Linked DNA regions of Mus musculus: region 1 is linked to region 2. The links are chromatin contacts, called in public Hi-C maps. All regions are on one chromosome and are shown on one strand. The core of a region is the stretch at or near the end of the contact, and the rest is flanking DNA. Distances in the headings are between cores, read along the strand shown. Region 1 overlaps Gm31718 (a long non-coding RNA gene). Region 2 has its middle 21 kb from the start of Gm31603.

The links. A called contact is a pair of places that touch in the nucleus more often than the background predicts.
Region 1: a Hi-C map of ECoMG-derived neutrophils shows a contact between it and region 2, with 1.7 times the contacts expected there. The contact joins two enhancer-like sites. A contact is called at or near these places in 8 of 484 Hi-C or Micro-C datasets (ECoMG-derived neutrophils, Th1 cells, embryonic stem cells and 4 more), 7 of 115 datasets of contacts at active chromatin or transcription factors (CD8 T cells, the HPC-7 cell line, double positive thymocytes and 4 more) and 1 of 9 other capture datasets (embryonic stem cells).

Annotation. Positions count from the first base shown.
Region 1 is chr8:126,803,053-126,807,941 of GRCm38.p6, reverse strand. It overlaps Gm31718 (a long non-coding RNA gene), which reads left to right. Exons shown (of 8, transcript XR_879375.3): 8 at 2,229-3,235. Among named protein-coding and RNA genes, the nearest start is that of A630001O12Rik, 44 kb to the left of the region's middle. Within about 2 kb of position 1,636, at least 165 of the 459 cell types and tissues checked have an H3K27ac peak or open chromatin away from gene starts, as enhancers often do. A contact at or near this core is called in ECoMG-derived neutrophils and neutrophils, where this site is marked.
Region 2 is chr8:126,706,109-126,710,533 of GRCm38.p6, reverse strand. No RefSeq gene overlaps it. Among named protein-coding and RNA genes, the nearest start is that of Gm31603, 21 kb to the left of the region's middle. Within about 2 kb of position 2,788, at least 48 of the 459 cell types and tissues checked have an H3K27ac peak or open chromatin away from gene starts, as enhancers often do. A contact at or near this core is called in ECoMG-derived neutrophils and neutrophils, where this site is marked.

The DNA of each region.
Region 1 (4,889 bases), core at 387-2,886, 99 kb before region 2:
AAATGAGTAGTCCAGCCAATGCCTTTTATGACCTGCAACTTGGTCCCTATACTCTGGCTTCTATGGATCTGACAGGGAATGGTCAGCTGTAAGGATTTAAAAGAAAAAAGCTCTGGAGCTGTATGTGTGCATGCTCTAGGGGGCATGTGAGTGCCAATTGGGGTTCTGGCCAGGTCTCTTGAGAACTGTGGGTGCCACACACACATGGTTTGGTTGAAGGACAGAGGACAGAAGGGGCGGGGTGTTTGGGGGAAGAACAAAACGTTCATCCCGTTTAGCTTCCAGGAACATGAGGGTCAATGTGTAAAAGATGAAAGTCATCCCTTGCCAGCGAACCTCACCGATTGCACAACTTCCTACAACCCAGCTTTGGAGCTGGCCCTTGAAGAGAATGTCCCAACCTAGTGGCAATGGATTCAGGAACTTGGGGAGATGATGACATTCGTTCAGAGGTTGTGGTCCTCTGAGCCAGGTCACTTCTCCTGGCTCTGCTGCCTGTCACAGCCTAATAATAGCCATGGGACACTTTGGAACTTTAGAGTGACTGTGTTTAGCCCTCACGTTGGTGTGGACTGTCATGACATGGAGGACAAATGACGAGGATCAGCCAGGCTGCTCCCTGTGAGCACCTGCCAGCTACTGCATGTACAGTCAACAGGGCTTTTGACTTAATCTTCACTGCAGCCTGAAGAGATAATGATTTGGTTAGATCTTGGCCAGAGGGAAAGTTGCTCTCTCTCTCTCTCTCTCTCTCTCTCTCTCTCTCTCTCTCTCTCTCTCTCTCTCTCTCTCTGTGTGTGTGTGTGTGTGTGTATTAGTGAAGTTTAATGGTGTAGCAGAGTCTGCTATAATCCTTGATTTGTGTTATCTTAGATTATTTCAGCATCCACAGGACGGGGAATAAGGCTGAATGTAGACCTCAGGGACCCATCTTGGCCTCTGTGGGTGCAGAGGTGACATATATGTGTACCTTAATAGCAGAGGGGAGTCACTAATCTGCCACAGATACATCTTGTCTCTAGAGGTTAAAGGGGACAGTTTCAGAATACCCACTATGACTCCTGCCTTGTCTCTTTGCTCTTCCAAGGTCATCCTGCCTTGGGTTGATGGTGTTAACTAGGCCCCAACATGTAAAGGGGCTCACACAAATCCATGGGTGAATGTCTCCTAAATGAGCTGCTCAGGGGACTATTTCTGAATACACTGAGGAATGGGGAGGGGGTCAGCGGTATCTCCCGGGATGACAGTAGCTCTGAACACACTGGAGAGGACCCTGGCTCTTTGTGAGCTGTGTGTGCATGGTCAGTCATAGAAAGTAGGGTGAAGGCTGAGCAGCAAATATGGAGAGGACCAAGAATTCATCATGCAGTAGGATGGGGGAACCTGGGTCTGTCCCTAGTGTAAGGAGACAAAAGAAAGGTTTCTCCCAGACAAGAGCAGTGGGAATCAAGTAGCAGACAGAGAAGGCACCCAGTAGGAAAGGCCCCAGAGCTCACTTGGCCATGATGTCATGGTAGAGAGCTGCCAGCCTGCAGATGAGGCACTTGCCACCTGTCAACCGGGTGATTGATGCCTGCCTGAAAGGGTGAGGGCATGGGTGACAGAACTCGCCCTTTGCCTTTTCACATGAGGTCCTAGGGTAAATATGTCTTGGGACAGGTAGAATGTGAGGAAAGAGACACTGAGCTGTTAAGTCACAGGTGTGGGCCTCGGGTCACAGAAAAGCAGGGAGCCTGATGGTCTGGCAGGCCTGAAGGCTACTGGAAACAGAGGGTGGGAACCGGGGTAGCCAGGGAGGAAATGCCCTCGTCTCACAGGTTTCTTGAGAAGGAAAGTCTGGGCTGTTCTGAAGGGGAACTTAGAGACCAGGGACCGGATGTGAGCAGGGGACCAGGAGGAGGGAGGAACAATGGCCATTCTTCCACCACAAGCTGAACTTCCCCGAAACAGGAAGGGCCTGCCAGGAGGGGAGGGTCAGGCTGAGGGACAGGAAGGAAGGGGCCTGAGGGAAAGCCAAAGGCCTGTGTACTGTGTTTGGAATTCACAGGCCCCTGTCTGCAGGTCCCCAAAACAGTCAGCAAACTCAGTTCACACTGTAGGGTGTGACTTTCCCAGGCTCTGCTGCCTTCCCCTCTCCCTCTCAGGGCCTCCTCAGGACCCTGATGTGAGGCCTTGCAGGGCTTCTCAGGGCCTGGTTCTTGCATGCTGAATGAGTGTTTGTTTTTCAGGTCCCTGACACCTACGGTCTTCACACATGGGGAGGAGGAGTTTCCAGAAAAAAAACAAAGGAAGGTGGCCAAAGTAACCAAGGCACACAGCCTCCTCCTCTTTCGAAAAGACGCCTATCTCCAAAACAATCTCGGCCGCCCATTAAACAACACTTGTTCGGGACAGAGGAAGGGCAGCATGCAGGATCGCTGGGCTTTCCAAAGAAAACACTCCCGGTTGTCCGGCAGGCAACAATGAACAAAAACCTGAATGGCATTCACACAAGAGGGTGGGGAGCCTGGGCCAGGCCCTCAGGGTCCTTGGGTGTCAGTACAGGGCTCCTAGGACAGGAGCCACCTCCAGCACACACAGGATCCTCACCCAACAGGGACACAATGAGCAGGTGCTCCTCTGGAAGCCACAGAGAGGCCTTTGCAAGGAATAGCATCGGCCAAGAGTGTGCTCCTGGACTTCTAATCTCAGATGATACGTGTTCCTCAACGTGTTGTTCAAGCTACCTAGCTTCAGAGGTATTGCTGTAGCTTTCTTAGTAGAACAGCATGTTATCCATCAGGTCTAAAAGATGAAAGGGTCAGGAATACCACACACTTTCCCACGTGGCCATTGACGAGTTGGTGTCAAGGAAACAGAGAGGAGAATGGTTGTTATTATGGGCTGGGGGAAGGAGAGGGTAGTTAACCAGGCTAGGGAACAGGTGGGAGAAGTCACTTCTAATGTTTTGTAGCATGCTACAGTCACTATGGTTGAAAACAATGCATCAGGAGATACATTGTTTTATAAAGGAGATACATTGTAGCTTAGAAAGGAGATACATTGTAGCTTAGAAAGGAGATACATTGTAGCTTAGAAAGGAGATACATTGTAGCTTAGAAAGGGGAAGGTTTTCAAGGGTTCTTGTACACAGAAATGATAAATGTTTTATGTGATATGTAGGCCAATTGCCCTGGTGTAATTTTTACACCATGTATACAGGTATGGCAACATGTTATGTCTCATTCATATATACAGCTAGTATTGTCAATTCAATAAATATTAAAATGGGGGGAGGAGTGAAGTCTCTGGGGCCAAAAAGCCCTTCCCTCAAGGCCACACTGAATATCCCGATTGCTCGCTGGTCCTTTAGGCTTCTTGTACCCATTTTTAGGGTTGCATACAGAAGCAAGGAGCCTGGGCTTTCCCCTGCTCCAGGTCTTCACCTAGGATCTCGTTGCTGCAGGTTAAAGCCAGGGTTAACCAGTCTAGAGCAGGAAAGGCCAAGTCACCATAAATGGGATCCCATTTGCCTGCAAATGAACCTGTGGATCCAATCAGATAAGCAGGGGCTGCAGAATGTTTGTGGCAAAGGGAAGTAGGAACGAACGTTCTGTGCGGTTCCTGGAAGGCACTGGGGTTTTTCGTGGGGGAAGTGACTGCTCTGTAGACAAGAGGCCAGATCATCAAGCTGCTTGTCACCTCAGTCTGAGGAACCTATAGGGCTCTGTCCCCACCCCCCTGCCCCCCACTTTGGGGATAACCAACCCTGGCCACTTCCCTACAGTGATTCACCTTCTTGAGGGCCCACAGGAGTCCACACCACCCCAAGCTGCACCGCCTCGCCTTCTTCTTCCAAACTCTTTTGCTTTTCCTTTTCTCCCCTGTATCTTTCTTGAGACAGTGTCTTGTGCAGCCTAGAGGGGCCTTGGACTGCTGATGCCTCTGACTTTACTCCCCGGTGCTGAGAATGTCTTGCTTCAGGTTTATAAAGTGAGGAGATCAAAGTCAGAGCTTTGTGTGTGCTAGCCAACCCCTCGAACAACTGAGACACATTTGCTGCCTTCTTTAATTTCTTTTTTTGAAAAAAAAAAAAAAGTATATCTCAGAGATGTCGCAAGAATAGCAAAGGGCATGCGCGTGTCTAATCTGTTGTGATGTATAAGGGACGTTGTCCTTCCTCTCTTCCGTGTGGATGTGACTTACAATTTTGACTGGATAGGGTGAGGCTAGGTGGGAACACCATAGGAGCCTGAGAGGCTTCAGAAAAGCATCTAGTAGGCCCATTGTCACATCTGGCCAGATGTCCCAAGGTCACCTTTTATGCTTACCTTACCAGTTTCTTTAGTTTATTTTTAAATCTACAATGATCTATATCCTGTCTCGAAATTTCCCAGCATGGATTTCAAGAGTTGTTAGTATCGTGAAGGAGAGATAGAATATTCTCGGACCTAAAGCAGTAAGGGATCCTGGTTGTGATGTGATGGGCTCATGGGTTATCTGCAGAAGATCTGTGCTGGGAGCACACAGAGCACAGTGTTAACTTGGGCCCTTACACAAAGGTTTCTGGTGAAGAAGGCTATGCAAAGTTAGGGCTACATTCACATGCAAGACTGGAGCATCTGCAGGTCAGCAGACCAGCCATTGGGTGAGCATAAAAGAGAAGTGTGATGCCCACGGGGGCACAGTGGCAGTGTCTGTCCTTCTCTCATCAGGTGGGAGGCACTGGCAGCCCCCCACCACACAGGAGCCCTGTACTTGGAGAAGCTGAGGGAGGCGATCTGGAGAGGGGTCTCTGGGTCCAGCTCCTGCCCACAACCAGGAGGTGAGGAGGCAGATAGTCACAGCAGGTGAGCCCTGGAGAGCCCTTCCTGACTTCGGCTTCACTTCCACCTACCCTGCCTCCTGTA
Region 2 (4,425 bases), core at 1,539-4,038:
TCACTACAGTGAGAGAGTCTCTGCTTGGGCCCCCTGAGCTGCGGCTGGAACCCTGGCCTAGGGCTCTCCTCCTGATCCCAGGTCTTAGGGACCACACAGTGTGGGCCTGCAAGCTGGAAGCCCTGGGATTACTTCTCTTAGTCTTAGCCAGACCTCCAGAGCACCCTTGGAGCAAGCTGCAGGCCCTGCCAAGACCTTGGCTGGGTCTCCTTAGCATGACAAGCTTGCATCAAAGCTTTTATCTCATTTGCCTTGTGAAATCCCTCCAGGTGGGATCATACCATAGCAGGTATGAGGAGGGGGTCTCGGGGGAGCCTGTCCCTCATGCTGGTTATGGCTGGGGTAAAAGAAGGCCTGGGCCTGTGACTTAGAATTCTCTGGATACCATAAGCTGAGAGATTTTTTACACGGAGACAGGCAGGAGTGGTCCACTGGTGGATTTCCACTGGAGAGAGGGAAGGGATGGTCCCAAGCATTACTTATACCGTGGCTTCTGGCAGTCTGATAGAGAGCAGAGGCTTCCAGAAAATGTAGGTAAGGAGGCTTCTGCTCCCTTGGAAGGGGTCTATTGTGTTGATTGCTGGGAAACATGATCAATCGACTTATATTTTATTGCTATGTGCACGTATCTGGTGTGTGCATGTATGTACGTGTGTCCATGTTTATGTGGTGTGTGTATGAATGTGTGTGCATGTGTACATGTCTGTACATGTGTGTGTAAGCAATGTGTGTATTGCAAATGCATGTGCATGTGTGCATGTAAGTGGTGTGTGTGTATGTTCATGTTTGAGTGATATGTATGACCATGTTTGTGTGGCGATGTATGTGTGTCCATGTCTATGTGGTGGGTGTGCGTGTATGTGAGTTCATGTTTGTTTGGTATATGGATGCACATGTGTGTGTGTGTGTCCATGTTTGTATGCTGTGTGTGTTTGGCAAGAGGAAATGCAGAGTGATGAGAACTGAGCTGAGTGATGCTAGTGTAAGGATTAGCATAGTACAAACACACTCACACACATATGCACACCACACAACCATACACATACCACTTATACACATATATACATGCCACACATCCCACACACATATACATACCACTTACACACATATATACACACTGCACACACACATATACATACTCATGAGTGAACTCATGCAAAGATTCTGTGTCTCTAGCCTGAACTGAGTGATGCTAGGGTGGTTGCTGGGCTGAGGGATGGCACTGAAGTCAGTGCTGAGAGGCTGTTGCTTAGCCAAGTGCTAACAGGATGGGTACTGAACTGAGTCCTGACTGGGCGGGCCCTCCAGGCAAGTTTCCATGCTGTCTAGGGAACTATTCTTGTCTGGGGAGCCTTGAGCAGCCCAGTTCCCTGGGTCTACATGTAGCAGAGGGTAGAAGCAGCTGGTGTTTAGGACCATGCTTTAGAATTTGCCAGGCCCCAAATGTGTCCTTTCTCTGTGCCCTGGATTCCTCTGCGTTTATGGAGTGATCTCATTTAAATGGCTTGTTGTTCTTCCTCCTAACCCACAGGCAGCTGTTAAGATGCAGACAGCAAGGAAGACACCCCCAGTTTCAGTCCCTAGGGCTCTGTGGGATGGACACTAAGGTGAGCTGACTCCCTTGAAGGACTCAGGAGGCTGATTCCAGCAGTGAAGCCCAGTGTATGTGGTCTGTCCTCACACCACACCTGACAGCAGTGTAAATTCTTCTAACTCAAGGGACACTTGGTCTTTATTTGAGACAAGTCATTAGATTGGAAGAGCTAGTGAGCTCCTTGGCACCTTCCAGAGTAAATGTTGAATGGATGAATGGGCTCATTAACATCTTGCTTTGAGGTGTAGTCTCATGTGCTGTGTAGTCAAGAATGACCCGGGGTTCCTGATCCTCCTGCCTCCCAAGTGCTGGAATCACATATGTGTTTGCACACATATGGTTTAGGTGGTGCTGAGACTTAAACCAGGGGCTTCCTGCATGCTAAGCAAGCACTCAGCCAACTGAGCTGCATACCCAGACCTGGCCATTAGCAGTTCAGAATCTTCTGCCAGCCTTGTTAGCTCCATGGGCTCTCTAAAAGTACAGAGAACTCAGTGAGGTGCTTACAGGATCTTCTTCTCCAACTCTCTGTGTTAGCTATACTCCAGGAGTTCTCTAAGAAGCAGGAGAAAGATGTATACGTAACCTCCTATGGACACACAAAGAGATACACAGATACATACACACACAGGCACACACACACACAGATACATACACACACAGACACACAGAAAGAGACGCATATACACAGAGACACACACACAGATACATACACACAGAGATATATCCACACAGACACACAGGCAAACACACAGATACATATACATACAGACAAAAGACACACACACAAATCCTGTGCCCCTAGCCTCTGGGAAATACACTGGCTAATTAATTCTCTCAGGCAACTTTCTGGCCTAGGCTGGCACTGCTTGAGCTCAATCTAAAATGGGTTTGGTTCATGTTGGCAGCTGCAGGCATCACAGACTTCACATGTGTGGGGCAGATGTGGCGCCTCTGGGAACTCACTTGCTGGTGGGCAACAATTGTGGAGGAGAGCCCCATACTATCCAACTTCTTTTCTTTAACTTTCTAGATCTGAGAGCCCATCTGGATTCTTCCTCAGGGTCCCGAGGCATCTGGGAGGCAGCAGTGGAAGGGGACAATTGCACACACTGTTTCTGTGTCTGCTTAGTGTGGAAACCTCTCCACCGTGTTATCTTGTGTAATACCCACAAGCCCTTGCCAGTGGGGAACGCTGTTCCCATTTCACAGTGAGCAAACAGTAGCTCCCAGATGCTAAGTGACAAGTGACAGCGTTGCATGAGTCTGAACTGAGACAGGCTTTTAGTAAGGGGTGACTTGGGAACTTGGGCAGTAGCCAACATCTCCAGGGACAAAAGACCTTTGTCTTTTCTTAAACCTGTCACCTTGCCAGGCCTGGTGACACAGGTCTGAATCCAGTTGCTTGGGAGACTGAGGCAGGAAGACTATATGTCCAAAGTCTGCTTAGGCTGTAAAATGAGCTTATAGACAGTTTGGAAACTAAAGAGACTATGCAGGCCCCGGGGATGTGGCCCAGTGGTACAGTATTGCCTAAAGGCCCTGGGCTCGCTCTCTCTCTCTCTCTCTCTCTCTCTCTCTCTCTCTCTCTCTCTCACACACACACACACACACACACACACACACACTTGAAACAAAACAAACAACTCACGTACCCAGAAAGGCCAAGCGGGATAGATTCCCCAAATGGAGCCTGGCACCACAGGTCCCCAAACACCCCCACAGCACTTAAAGTCACCAACTTCTAAAAGCACCCACACAATCTGGGCTAAACCCTGGGTTCCCATTTCAGTTGACTTTGAAATATCCAGGGAACAAGGCCCAACTTATTTTAAGTTCCAGCTAATGTTTTTCAGGTTCCAAATTACAGACTACTAGTGTCTAATGGGGCTGTCTGGATGCAGGATGCTTCCCACAGGCCACTCTGGCTTCCCTACTGGATCTATGATATGATATTGTATTCAGAACAGTCATGGATTTGGGTCTGCACGGGAACACGTGTTCAGAGACCAAAAAGTCGCCAGTGAACATTGTGTCCCAGAGAACAACAACAACAAAAGAACAAGACACAAGTTCAGGAACACAGGACTGTAAACAGGTGAGCCTCCTCCATCCCTGCCACCATGTGGGTGGGTCAAGTGTCCCTGGGAGAGATGCATGCACATAGATCTGGGAGTTTCAGAGAATCTTCATACCCATGACTCCTCTGAGACCCATGTGTTTCACTGGGCCTATCTGATAAACGAAGAACCCAAGCACTGATAGATTAGGGGTCACCCAAGTCCCAGATCCAGTCATGAAGATGAATGACTTGTTCCCTTTCAGATCTGAACTCATCTACTTCACGATGTGTGCTGCCTCTCAGGACAAAAGGCTGAAGTGTCATGGTCGGATCCCTGGCCTGGAATGCAACCTCAAGGCCCCAAAGAACAGGAGCCTCAGTTTGCCAGATGCCTCGTGGCAGCCACAGTGTCCCCTTGGAGGAAGGGAGTTGCATCTGTGGCAACCCTGTGGAAAGAAGTGGCTTTTGGCAAGCTATGTGTAAGGTCACTTGTTGACAGTGTGGTGACCGAGATGGGGAGGAGACAGGGTGAGGCAGAGCCCTGGCTGAGCAGTCCCAGACATCTGCTTCGGAGCCATGGATAGGATCGAGCCTCTACGATCCTTGCGCACAGTAGAAGAAGGATGGCCCTGTGGTGGAGTGTGGGGACAGTGGGGTACTTCCTGAGGCCAGTGTTCTTAGAGTGTAGCTGTGCACATCCTGGTGACTGTCACTTGTGTGTAATATATAGTCAGTGGCCTCAATGCCATTCTTAGCTATATAGCTCATG